Linked DNA regions of Zea mays: all the other regions are linked to region 1. A link is a contact called in public Hi-C data. All regions are on one chromosome and are shown on one strand. The core of a region is the stretch at or near the end of the contact, and the rest is flanking DNA. Distances in the headings are between cores, read along the strand shown.

What was found. A called contact is a pair of places that touch in the nucleus more often than the background predicts.
Region 2: a contact with region 1 is called in a Hi-C map of tassel, with 9 times the contacts expected there. The contact joins the promoter of LOC100284783 here to the promoter of LOC100381630 in region 1. A contact is called at or near these places in 16 of 25 Hi-C or Micro-C datasets (bundle sheath, ear, endosperm and 6 more) and 2 of 3 datasets of contacts at active chromatin or transcription factors (leaf and seedling).
Region 3: a contact with region 1 is called in a Hi-C map of ear, with 2.3 times the contacts expected there. The contact joins the promoter of LOC100285184 here to the promoter of LOC100381630 in region 1. A contact is called at or near these places in 2 of 25 Hi-C or Micro-C datasets (ear and tassel).
Region 4: a Hi-C map of ear shows a contact between it and region 1, with 4 times the contacts expected there. The contact joins the promoter of LOC100276692 here to the promoter of LOC100381630 in region 1. A contact is called at or near these places in 2 of 25 Hi-C or Micro-C datasets (ear and tassel).

Annotation. Positions count from the first base shown.
Region 1 is chr5:76,059,790-76,062,937 of Zm-B73-REFERENCE-NAM-5.0, reverse strand. It overlaps LOC100381630, which reads right to left and starts at 1,876. Exons shown (of 2, transcript NM_001361460.1): 1 at 1-1,876. The coding sequence starts at 1,749.
Region 2 is chr5:75,255,174-75,258,331 of Zm-B73-REFERENCE-NAM-5.0, reverse strand. LOC100284783 (golgi SNARE 12 protein) reads right to left here and starts at 1,298. Exons shown (of 5, transcript NM_001157678.1): 1 at 693-1,298; 2 at 525-614; 3 at 342-413. The coding sequence starts at 1,034. LOCLOC100382176 reads right to left here. Exons shown (of 4, transcript NM_001174936.1): 4 at 2,674-3,158. The coding sequence ends at 2,863.
Region 3 is chr5:76,956,842-76,959,713 of Zm-B73-REFERENCE-NAM-5.0, reverse strand. LOC100285184 (zinc finger, C3HC4 type family protein) reads right to left here and starts at 1,290. Exons shown (of 8, transcript NM_001158078.2): 1 at 1,069-1,290; 2 at 1-92. The coding sequence starts at 37.
Region 4 is chr5:75,320,971-75,323,795 of Zm-B73-REFERENCE-NAM-5.0, reverse strand. LOC100276692 reads left to right here and starts at 1,538. Exons shown (of 1, transcript NM_001150419.2): 1 at 1,538-2,564. The coding sequence starts at 1,747. The coding sequence ends at 2,181.

The DNA of each region.
Region 1 (3,148 bases), core at 627-3,126:
ATACCTATTCATTTCACACAAAGAACAGACAACTGACACATAGAGGCTCCGGCTTGGGATGTGCCCCATTTCTTGCATTTGCAGTATAAGCCTTGGCAGCGCGTCCACCCTCTTAGTCAATACCAATGCTCGAATCAGGTTCTTGTATGTTGACTCATAGCGATATAAGCCCACATGGCTCTTGCTGCTTGCTACATGAGGCAGTTCGCATGCCGCCTCCATGTTCCCACTCTTGCATAGTGCCGCGAGGTACTTGGCCAAAACAGAGTCAACTGCCCAGGCTTCCTGCTTGACTGCCCTATTTAGCAGCTCCCGCACCCTGTCCAGCTTCCCCTCCTGACACAGCACGTTTGAAAGCATGGTAAATGTCCGACGCCCCGGGAAGTACCCTCCTTCCATAGTTTCCTCAAATACCAGGCATGCTTCCTCTGTCTCCCCACCATGGCACAGTGCCTTGATCAGATTATGGTAGACATCTTTGTTTGGGTTGATCCCGAGCTCCACTCTCGACCTATACAAATCCATGGCTACTTCAACAAGACCAGCCTTGCAAAAGAAGCAAAGCGCAGCATTCATGGTGCGTATGCCAGGAGCAATGCCCTCCTCCATCATTTGAACAAGCAAGTCATACACTTCGCCAAGTCTGTTCCTGACAAGCAAGCGATAAATAAGGCTGTCACACCGCCGCCCATCAAGGATGTAGCCTTCACTTTCCTTCTTATCAGAGAGGAACTTCATCGTAGCATCAAGCTCGCCAGCACCAAAGAGTCCATTGATCCACGCACCATACACATCACTGGATGGAAACTTACTAACGAGCTCGCTTGCCTCCGCAAAACGTCCACGGCGGCAGAACTCGGTGAGGATGCAGCCAGCCGCCGGGCCACGGGATGCATCAGCAAACGGCATGGTGTCGAGGAGAGCAACGGCATCGTCGAGGCGGGCGCGACGACAGAGGCTCTTGATGCATATGCTTGTAGCGACGGGGCTGGGGGCAAGGTTGTGGGCGAAGGACTCGGCAAGATCGTGCATCGACGCATCGACCAGGGAGTTGAGGAGGATACGTGAAGAGACGGGGTCGGGGTCGAGGCCGTGGAAGCGCATGCGGCCGAAGATGTTGAGCCCGCGCTGCGGGTCGCCCGCGATGGCATAGCCGATGATGAGCGTGTCGTGGAAACGCAGGTGGCCGCCTCTCGCGGAGGTGTCGAAGAAGCGGTGGAGCCAATCGAGAAGGACGGCATTGCGGCGCGCGCATCTAAGGAGGCGGAAGACGGTGTGGTAGACGGCCCGCGTGTGGTGGTAGCGCCGGTGACGGCCCGACCAGTCGAAGAACTTGAGGCGGAGCAGCAGCAGGGCGGCGTCGTTGTGGAACCCCCTCGGATGGTGGCGGAGCACGGCGAGGACGAGCGTCTCCGAGAGCGGGAGCGCCTCTAGCGGGGCCGTCTCATCGGACGCGAGCGCCTCGTAGATCGCGTCGAGCGCCTTGGGCGGTGTCGGCGCAGAAGCGGAGTTGCGGGACTCGTGGAACCAGTCGTGGAAGGCGGCGGCGATGGCGGACGAGGACGCGGCTACGAGGCGCGCGTCCTCGGGGCGCGCTGGGAGCAGCGGAGAGAGTGGCGGGAGCGGCGGCGGGCGCGGCCGAGACGAGGCGGCGGACGCCGAGAAGGCGTTCGAGAGAATGGCGAGGGGACGCGAGAGGTGAGCGTGGAGCCGGCGGCGGGAGAACTGGGCGAGGAGGATGCGGGGCATGGCGAGGCGGGCGGTGGTCAGCGCCGCGGACGTGGCCGCCGGCAGCAGTGGCGGCCGGCAGCGGCAGGTGGCATCTGGGTGCGTGCAGGTGGGCGGGTGGGCAGGACGGCGGCGGCGGGCAGGCACCAGGCACAGCCAGGGTATCCCTACGGAGTTGACCTTGGGTTATTGGGTCATTGATCAGTCGTGGTAGCGTGCTGCGGGCCGATTGTTTGTTTGGGTCCGTCTAGCTCCGGCCGTTTCTCTCTTTCGTTTTTTTCTCTTTTATTTATTACACAGGTATATTTATATTATCGCATGATACTCCCTCTTTTTATAAATATATACCGCGGTGCTGGCTTTCTTTTCAAAAACTTTAATCACTCATCTTATATTAAAAAATCGTGAGTTATTATTTATTTGTCATGATTTATTTTATCACTCGAGATCACGATTTAAACTTTTATATTTTTAATAATATTTTGAATAAGATGAGTGGTTAAAGTTTTTTTAAAAAAAATAACGACGTCATATATTTATTTATGATCTGAGATAATAGTAGATATTTTTATCATCGCCGACATAGTAAAAAGTATCTCTATTTTGTGAGAAGCTCCTTGTCTTGTGGCTAGGTTTGTTTGAAGTGCATAGGGATATGAGCACTTGGTTCTTATCAATAACCCATTAGTATCTATAGTATGGCTTGTGCTAAACTTAATTCAAAACCAGAAAATAGAGTAAACTAGGTGTATACCAAGGCTTGTTATCCATATGATGGCACGCCCCCGTCGGTGTTTACTACCGACGGCACACTACGGGGCGTATCACGCAGTGCTTTTAAAAGGGCGGCGATGTCGATCGTAGCTCGATGGTTCGTGCAGGGCACGACGAAACACAACGAGTTATACAGGTTTGGGCTTCTATTGGGCGTAATACCCTACGCCCTATGGTTTTTTCTGGGAGTTGTATTGCTCTAAGTTCGAGGGTTTACATGTAATTGCTGAAGGTACCAGTCTAGCGGGGCTAACCTTTTTGTAGGGGTGCCCCCTCATTCTTATATAGCCAACTGAGGAGATATCCATGTACATATCAGAGTACTTACGTGAGTCTATCCACCACCTGCTGCGATTGCGCCAAATCTTCCTGTCGGTGTCTAGTGTCCGACCGCACAACCGGGGGTACCCTCGTGATGCTTTTGGGTAGGACGATGTCGCAGATTGTAGCTCGATGGTTCATGCCAAAAGCATGAGAGAGAGTCGGGCGATTTTCTACAGGTTCGGGCCGCTTTGAGAGGTGTAATACCCTACTTTCTAGGGTGACTTTTGTATGTGTGGTGTGTTTACAAGTGGCGTTTCCTGAATGGAGAGGTGCTAATGAGATGAAAATGATGGGGTTCCCCTAGGCCTTATATACACGACCG
Region 2 (3,158 bases), core at 49-2,548, 800 kb after region 1:
GGCGCCAAGGGTAGAGCTCTGCACAAATGTATATTGGCAGGCACTGGCACGGTGCAAATATTCTTGCGTTGTAAACGTTCCTAGCGACGACCTATTCCTTTACACCCCCGATTGCAGAGTCAAATGGCAATATGGTGCGGCGGTGGCCGGTGGCTAATGAAAGATACATTTGCTTCCACAAGTTTCTTATCACAGTTTGGCACATGGCACCATTGGTATCAGCTTAGGATGAACATTCAGTTTCTTAAACTAGATTCTTCCCAGGCAAAGCTAAGCAACTGTGGTATACTGTTTGAAACTATAATGGACAACAATGTAAGCCTGTCTAACTCCAGGAATACCTGGTTGATGCTGCCATGAATGGAAGCTCGTTCCCTGAGCAAATGCACTCTTGGCGACATGCCACCGGAGGCCTGGCCAGGATTTCGACAGAAGAGAGTGTTAAGATGGGCACAATGCACACGACAATAGAAACGGCACGTACAAAGCAGCAGCAGTGGAAGAGTTCCTGGGAAGAAACGAACCCTGGACTCGGTGATGTCGTCTCGGACGGAGTTGAGTAGATCGGCGTGCTCCCTCATGGAGCTCAGGTTCCCCCTCGTCCGCCTGAACTCCTGCTTCCATGCTTGGAGCGATTACTAACCGGTGGATCAACGAAAGGAGACTGCGAGGAGCGGAGCGGAGGAGTGGACCTGCGTGAACTCGTGGAGGATGTCGCGGTGGCGCGCGAGCTTCTGGGAGACGGAGGTGGTGGTGGCGCTGGAGGCGGCGCAGCGGCTCATGGCGTCGTTGACGTCCTGCAGCTTGCCGAGCAGCGACTGGATCTCGAACTCCATGGACTTCCAGGAGGAGCGGTCGGCGGTGGGGGAGGCGGCGCCCGAGGCGGAGGAGGAGGAGCGCGCGGCGAGGCGCGCGTAGGAGGAGAGCTTCACGTCGAGGTCGCCCTCCAGCTTGCGCGCCTCCCGCCGCAGCTCCTCCCACCCGGACTCCTGCAGCTCCAGCGCCGCTGCCGCGTCCGACGACGACGACATCATCTCCGGCACGGCGCCGCGCGAGATCCGATCCGGCTAGGGGTCTGGGGCCGGGGCCGCTTGTGATGCGAAGGAGAAGCGCGGGGAGTGGGGAGTACTCCCGATCTGGATCCGGCCGCGTGCCGTCGTGGGGAGGTTCGGACTCGCAAGGAGGATCAAACGGCCGCGGCGGCGACGGAGGAGGAACGTCTGTTCGATCGGAGGCGAGGGCAGTTTAGCCGGTGGAGATGGAACGGAAGGAATCGTGGCTACACCCCTGCTTCATCGCGATATTTCATCACAGTCCCTTCCATTCCATCCCATCCTGTGTCGTGCAGGTGCAGTGTTCATTGTTCTGCGTTTTGGCATTTCGATGCGAATTTCGTGCAAGGAAAAAAAAACCCGCTGGCGCTCCGTTTTGCCACGACCGGTAGGAATAGGTCCGAGCAAAATCAAAAGGCAGCAACTTCTCATACTTTTTTTACAATCCTCTAGAGATCAAAAGGGGGCTAAATTATGAATTGGCAATGCTAAAAATGGCCATAGAGTAGATACAAAGAGAATGCACAAATTGAAAATGTGTGTCATAGCCCGATGAACCTACATACTTCCGTTATGTGCCTCCATCTTAGTTATTATAACCATGGGCCATTGCTGAAATTACTATATGGTGCTAAATGTTACTTGGGCTGCTGGACCGAACCCTAATCCTAGGCCCACCTCTTCTAGTTGATATGCACATGCGAGTTGCGACACATATGAGTGTACTATTTCTACGTTCCAATTTATAATTCGTTTGACCTTTTTGCCCTAAATTTAACTAACTCGTCTTATTTAAAAAAATTATAATTATTATGAACCGTTGCTATAATATTGTTTACCATATAATATACTTTATGTATGCCTTTGAAATTATTTTTTAATTTTTTTGAATAAAACAAGTCGTTCTTCTAAAGTTTTCTTTATTTCTCTCATGGAGTAGGTGGCACTATATTTCCTTGCTGAAATAGGACTCTTTACATTTTCTAGAGCAACACCACTTAAGAATTCTAAAAAAATAGGGTTGCTTGATGTTTTTATATTTTTATGTCCTTTTTCATTTTTCTAAAAGAATGGGCGGAATCAATGGTTAATCTCTACTTAATTTGGTGAACTATGGTGTTCAACATTTTTACCTGGGGCTACTGTTAATTAGCCATCTACTTAATTTTCTTAAACCTAGCATAAAAGTTCTACTATTTTTTTTCCTTTTATTTACATACTTTAAACAAAGGTTCAAAAAAGTCAAATGAATTATAAATTGTAACGGAAGGAGTATAAAAAAGGTCAACTAGTCATTCTTTGTTCTATAATACGAATCATTTTAATCTCGTAATTCCTTCTAACCGAATAGGAATAATTGATCAAGACCAATGGTAGAATTTATCAAGTGAAGTGTTGTCCAAGGTAGACATGGATTTGTCTTTGATTTCCATGGGCTTGCTTGGGCAAGCTTTGCCAACCTGCAAGGCATATCTCAGCTGTCTATCGCTTTGCTTCAACCCGTAACGCTTGAGCTTTTGACAGAGCGTGCATGTCACTCAAACCACTCGTGTTAATGACGACACGAGAGAAACAAAAATATGTACGTATTATACACAATGTGTATTTGACGCGCCAACTTCACAATTTTGCATCCATGAGATTATTGTTTATGCGCCATAAAATGTTTCATCGATGAACAAATAATAATCCCATGGTTATTGGGTGAATAAACGAGTGACTGATCCAGAGTCATCCATGCATACAGTACACACGCATTCATCAACCAAGAGACGATGCATGCACGCATGCATGAAGAACAAGCCATCAATCAAGGCGACCTGTTTTGCTCCTCCTGCTGCTGCTGCCCCGCCGCGCGCTTCATCGTCTCCTTCTTCTTCTCCTCCTCGTTGGCGTCCTCGTCCTCCTGGGCGACAGCGCTCTTGTTGCCCATCTGCCACGCGGTGGCGCCCATGATGCCGAGCAGCGTCACGAACGGCACGAACACGACGTTGGGGACCAGGTCCAGCCTCACGCTCTTCACGTAGGGGATCTGCCCGCTGGCCCTCTTGCCGATGACGGCCGCCACCGGCACCGCCAGCCCCGCCGCGATGAAGAAGCTGTCGT
Region 3 (2,872 bases), core at 41-2,540, 900 kb before region 1:
GAGAAGCCAACTGCATGATAAACAGGACCCAAATCATAGCCAGACATCACCAAGCAAGCATTTTGTCAAGCATTTGATAAAAAAACCAGGTCCTGCAAGATAATATGTGGTAGGTAAGTCGTGTACCAATAAGTAGGATGTGCTGAAAGGTTAAAACTGATAAACTACATGTTAAAAATAAATCAATACCACATAAAAATCAAGCCAATTAGAATAAAATGCCCTCATGCACATAATCTATCACAATGATTTTAAGTATGGCTAGCTAGCTGAAACCTAAAGTTTGGTTGGGTCATCACTCATCAGGGATAATATCAGTCTCAGAATATGGAGATGATAAGTCATGTATATGTTAATCAGAGCATGGGTGCTTTTGCTTAGCTTGATATTTCAACCTTTACTCGGTAAAATGAACCAACATACTTGATAGCGAAGCCATTAGGTTCGAACGGTCGGTTTTGTGTTACTTGGTTTTAAAAGATTTGATGTCTGACTGTTCCGTCTGCTTTGCTGGGGCTGACAGGTAAAGCAGTAATATACGGTTCAATCCCATGTTGGGAGCCTATTACTATTGTTTATACTTTTGAGTTTTGATAAGGATCGGTGCACTAGATTTTGCCAGCCACACTACAAAATAAAGTTAGCTACTACTGTGGGGACCAGTGACCAAGGCGAGCCTGACCTCAACCCAGCCACAGCCAGCATCGATGGATATGGATGGAACCAGGAAAGGAGGGAATCGAATTCCAACAGTATATCTGCTCGAACCAAGTATCTCTAGCACATCACCATCTTATCTAGAACCACACAAAACCCCCACGGTTCCAGATACCCATATCCCAGTTATTACTGTCCCGATTCCCCCGCTACCTATGATGCAGCAGCGCCAATCCAGAGCCTTCAGCTGCTGGGTTAGCTACACATACATGCGCATGGGTCCGTCGAAGCGCCCTGCGGGACGACTGCTGACGAGAGTCGAGGAGCAGAGCAGAGCAGAGCAGAACGCGAATCGGCGACCCTAGACGCCGCGGTCGCGCGAGAGGACGGAAGAGGCGCGAGCGTACGTACCTCGTGCGCCCACGCGGGATGTGTCTCCCTCCAATGGGGGTGGGGGGATCAGGCAGAGGCGCGGCGGAGATCTGAGCGCCGGGCGAAGGTGACGAGATAGGAGACGAGCGGCCGGAGGTATGGTATGGTATGGTATGGACGGGTGCGGCCGGCGGGGGGGCGGCGGCGTCAGGTGTCTTGTTCTGGAAGGGAGGGATTCGAGACCGGAGACTTGGAGACGGGAAGATTGGGAATGGAAAGGGTTGGTTGGATTGTCCTGTTGCTCGTCTTGTACTCTTGTTCCCTGCTCCTTCTCCGTCCCGCCCTGCATTGACCTCGACGCGCTCGGTTTGATTTCTTTTTCTCTTTTTTTAAAAAATTTTTGGACCAAGCAGGGATGGCTAAGGGCCTGTTTCTGTTTGGATCTACCTCGGTTTTAAAAAAAAAAACTGATTTCTATACCTGATTTCTAGAAACTGGCTTTTAGATAAAAACTGCACAAAAGTGTTTGAATCAAAAGTTTTTAAAATTTGGTCTCTAGCTTCGACAATGACCGTTGTATCCTTGGCGGAATGCATGAGCAAGAGCGCAGGTCAGATCGATCTGCGGCCGCGCTGAAGGAAACGGAGGCCTGGGCGCTCCCACGAGATGACGAGATGCGTGGAGGAGTCGAGGAGACACGAGTAGAGATGGCAATAGATCTCGTTTCCTAATTCTTTACGGGAATTCATTAGGAAACGGGAAAGTTTTTTATCTCACAGGGATATAAATAGAAAAAAAATCTCTCTAGACCAATAAACGAGAATGGGTACGAGAAAGCATTTCTCATCCATTTTTCATATAGACCCCGTTAAATTTATATATGGTGATATTTTTTATATAATAGTTAATAATAAAAATAAATAATTATATTGTTAAGAGATTAGATGTTATATAAATATGTTTATTTTAATGTGCATAATGATTTTTTATATCTGACACTAATTTCCCGTTTCCATTCCTGGCGTGAGTGTTGCCTCCTGGGCGGTTACAACACGCCTGGATGTAGACCGGACGCCTGGGCGTGGAGTTGGCCGGATTGCTGCTCGGATGAACACGGGGAGGCCTGGGCGCGTGGAGTTGTTGCTCGCGACGGTGGCATTGTTTAGTAATTATTTTCCAACTCATTAAGGGTAGTACGTAATTAGCCAACCAAAACTGGTTTTAGTAAGGGTTAAACAGATTATTGATTTTTAAGAAACCAGGAAACAGGTTTTTGGAAATTGAATAAAAACTATACCTGTGTAAAGGCCTTCTAACTTTTAAAAATCAGTTTATAAGAAACTAGGCAAATCAAAATAGAACCTAAGCTAGTGGAAATAGCTAACAGCCCAACGAATATTGCGCAAGCGTGAAGTCTTCGTGAATCATAGAATCGTAGTCAGTGGCGGTCTGGCGGACATGAAGGGGCCCCTACTATGTTGATAAAACTCCATTGGCTATAGAGGTATAGTATAGATGAGAAAGAAGGAAGAAGAAAAATAGAGAAAAATGAGCCCTCACACTGTTGGAGAAAGAGGTGGAGGTTAGAGGAGAAGAGAAGAGAGGAAAAAAATGAGAGAAACATAAGTCCCTACCAGCTTGTTTTTGTCTTCACCGTCGGTCACTAGTAAATTAGCCCCTCCCTTAGTCTATTCCTGGATCTGGCGCTGGTCGTAGTTGTACGTTTAAACCTGCACGAAGGAGTATAGAGCCATTAATTTTTCCTTTGCCACACCAAAAAAGTATATGATACCACATTCAACTTACGAGGCGTTTGGTCCTTTTATTTTAGAGGATTTGGAAT
Region 4 (2,825 bases), core at 289-2,788, 740 kb after region 1:
AAGTATGTTGACGCCGATCTAGGCGCCAAACACTGGAACGAACCACCTGGTGGTGCTCTCTGTGGAGGCGCAGACAATCTACGGCATAGGGTCGGACGGTCCACGACTTGGGCGCAGGAGCGGATCCTCCTCTGCTTGCTTTCGAACGGTTCGCATCTGGGGCTAGTCTGTCCGCGATGGCACAGAGGGTATTCTTCTCCGCGAAGAACCCTAGAACTTGTCCCCGGGAGAGATTCCGTCGAGGGGGAGAGTTCCAAGGCGTTGCTCTATGTCAGCAGGCCACCCTGTGAGTCTCTAATTAGTATCGAGTCGAACAGAGATTGTTGTGGAAGACTAAACTAGATCTAAACCTAAGGCTAGATTACTCCTACTCCTAATTGAATATGTGCACGCGGACTGTCCGGCTGCCAAACTAACGAGGTGCCAACTTAGAGGCCATAGAATTCCAAATTCTAGAGAAAGCATCAGGACAATAGAAAGTTCATCCCCATCATCGCAAAAAGAAGTAGAATAAGTTGTACTCCCACATGCTCTCTCGAGGCATGTGTGGTCGCACATTATCAGCGTTGTTGGTGTGATCCACTCAAGAAGCCACTGAACCTTGTCCATCCTCTCTTGGTTAAGGATCTCCACGCTCAAAACTGACTCCAATGAATGGGATAGTTGTCATGGCGTCGTGACGGATTAGCAAGATGGGATGACTACAGTTGGTTGGAGGCAGATATGGGAGAGAGAGAGAGAGAGAGAATACTATTTCGTGAGTGCGACAGATTGTGTATTGTGAAGGAAAAAGAAGACTCATGATTTAAGGTGTTCTTCTCTCCCTTTCTTACAATTGACTCGCATAGCACCCGAAGTGTTGCACGGCCCTTGTAATTCAAGATTCGTGCAACATGGCTATTGTCTAATGTTTTTGTTGATGGTCAAGGTGATTGAAACATAAAGTATCCTCCACAAACACGACAGTCTTGTTCTATCAAAGCCAAACCTCGTGTTGGCTATGCTAGCCTCGAGGCCCTATGAGCAGGGGCTTTACGCGGGAGCCCTGGTTCTCCTTAGAACATCCTACAAGCAGGATGACCTTTGAGCGGTGCGGCCTCAGTACCATGTGTGCCCCCAACCAAGTTGCTCGCATGTGGCTTTGGCGACTAAGATAAGGCTCACATCCATCACGTTTATTGTGAGGGGTGATGCTATGGCCAAAAGGTGACACTGTATCCATATCTAATGCTATAGGTATACCCACGAGCACTATAAGTTCACACGTATCTAGCGACTACATGCTACAACATGCTCGATGTCATATACACCTATACATGTCACTATGGCGTATCATACTTTGTCATTAAAATCCACATCTAAGACATGATCCATGTACAACTACGATAAGATAGGAGTACTAGTTAAATCTCTGTTGGGCATTGGACCAGATCATGCTCGTGCTGGGCTTTCGGGCCTCGTGTTCTCTCACCAATTATAGTGGGTAGCTAGTAAATGCATGCATCTATATATGGACATGTATGCATGCTATTAGAGTATTAGTTAGAAGCGTACCACTGCACGAAGAGAGAGGTACGATCGGGAGGGAAACTCTCATGGCCATACACCTATCATCTCCTTTTCGTGACATCCTACTGTGTATATATAACCAACAACGATCATGTTAGTTCCACAAGCAAATTAAACCTATCATCATCTTCTCCGATCCATCAACAATCGCCGAGAGCGATCGAGAGATAAATAAAGATGAAGAAAGTGGCATCATCGTCAGCCGTTCTCTTCGTGCTAGCCCTGACGCTAGTTTGTGCCCCGCTGATAGCAGAGGCAAAGAAGAAGAGAGTCGCCGCCGCCGCCGCCGAGGAGAAGAAGGTGCAGGACAACTTCTGCTCGACGCTGTGCGAGGGCAGGAAGGGGATGGACCTGGTGGTGTGCAAGGAGTCCTGCGACCTCTCACAGCGCTCCAACCTGGTGCTGTACGGCCGGATCCAGTGCAAGGGCAAGTGCACCGAGCAGAAGGGCATCACCGCGCCGCAGATGAAGGTGTGCCAAGAGGCGTGCGACAAGGACTACGTGGTCAAGGCGGCTGAGGTCACCAAGGCCTGCAACACCACCTGCGCCAAGGAGAAGCAGCCTCTGCTCAGCGAGAACTGCAGGAGGTCCTGCACCCCTCCTCCTTCCTGAACGCAGAGCACGCCCGCCGGTCGTCGTCTTCTGCCTGCTTGCGTGACACTGAATCACTGATACATCATACATGCATGCATGGGATGCGATGACGATTTGATGCATGCATGCATGGGTATACCTACCAATTTGATGACCGACGATGTATAGTTTCGTCGACTGCTTCATACACATATATAGCAGCCCAATTAATGTAACGTCACGCAAATAAGCATTTGCGGTAATTTTTTGTCTCGTTGATTCGATGAATAAAGGGCATGCTTGAGAGTAAAGTATTTTTAGTTTCTAGGTGATACCGTGGTTTAAAGTAATATTAGAGCATTTTAGGCGTTCGGTTCCTTTTCTAAAAGGAAATTATGATTTCAAAATCATGTTATTCTAAATTCTATAATATTTTTGGAGCCAACACAATTTTTTTATGACATGGCTAGCTTTTGCCTAAATACCATAGTTTATAATGTTTATCCAAATAATGTTTTTCAAAACCATAGTTTATTTGAGCTAACCAAAACTATGATATTGTTAAGATAATTGTAGATTATAAAATATTGTAAAACCATAATTTAAAAAAAAATATTGTTGCTAAGTAGACCATGGTTCTGTTTCCCCAGTGGATTGTTGTCTATATAAGTCAAAAATAAATT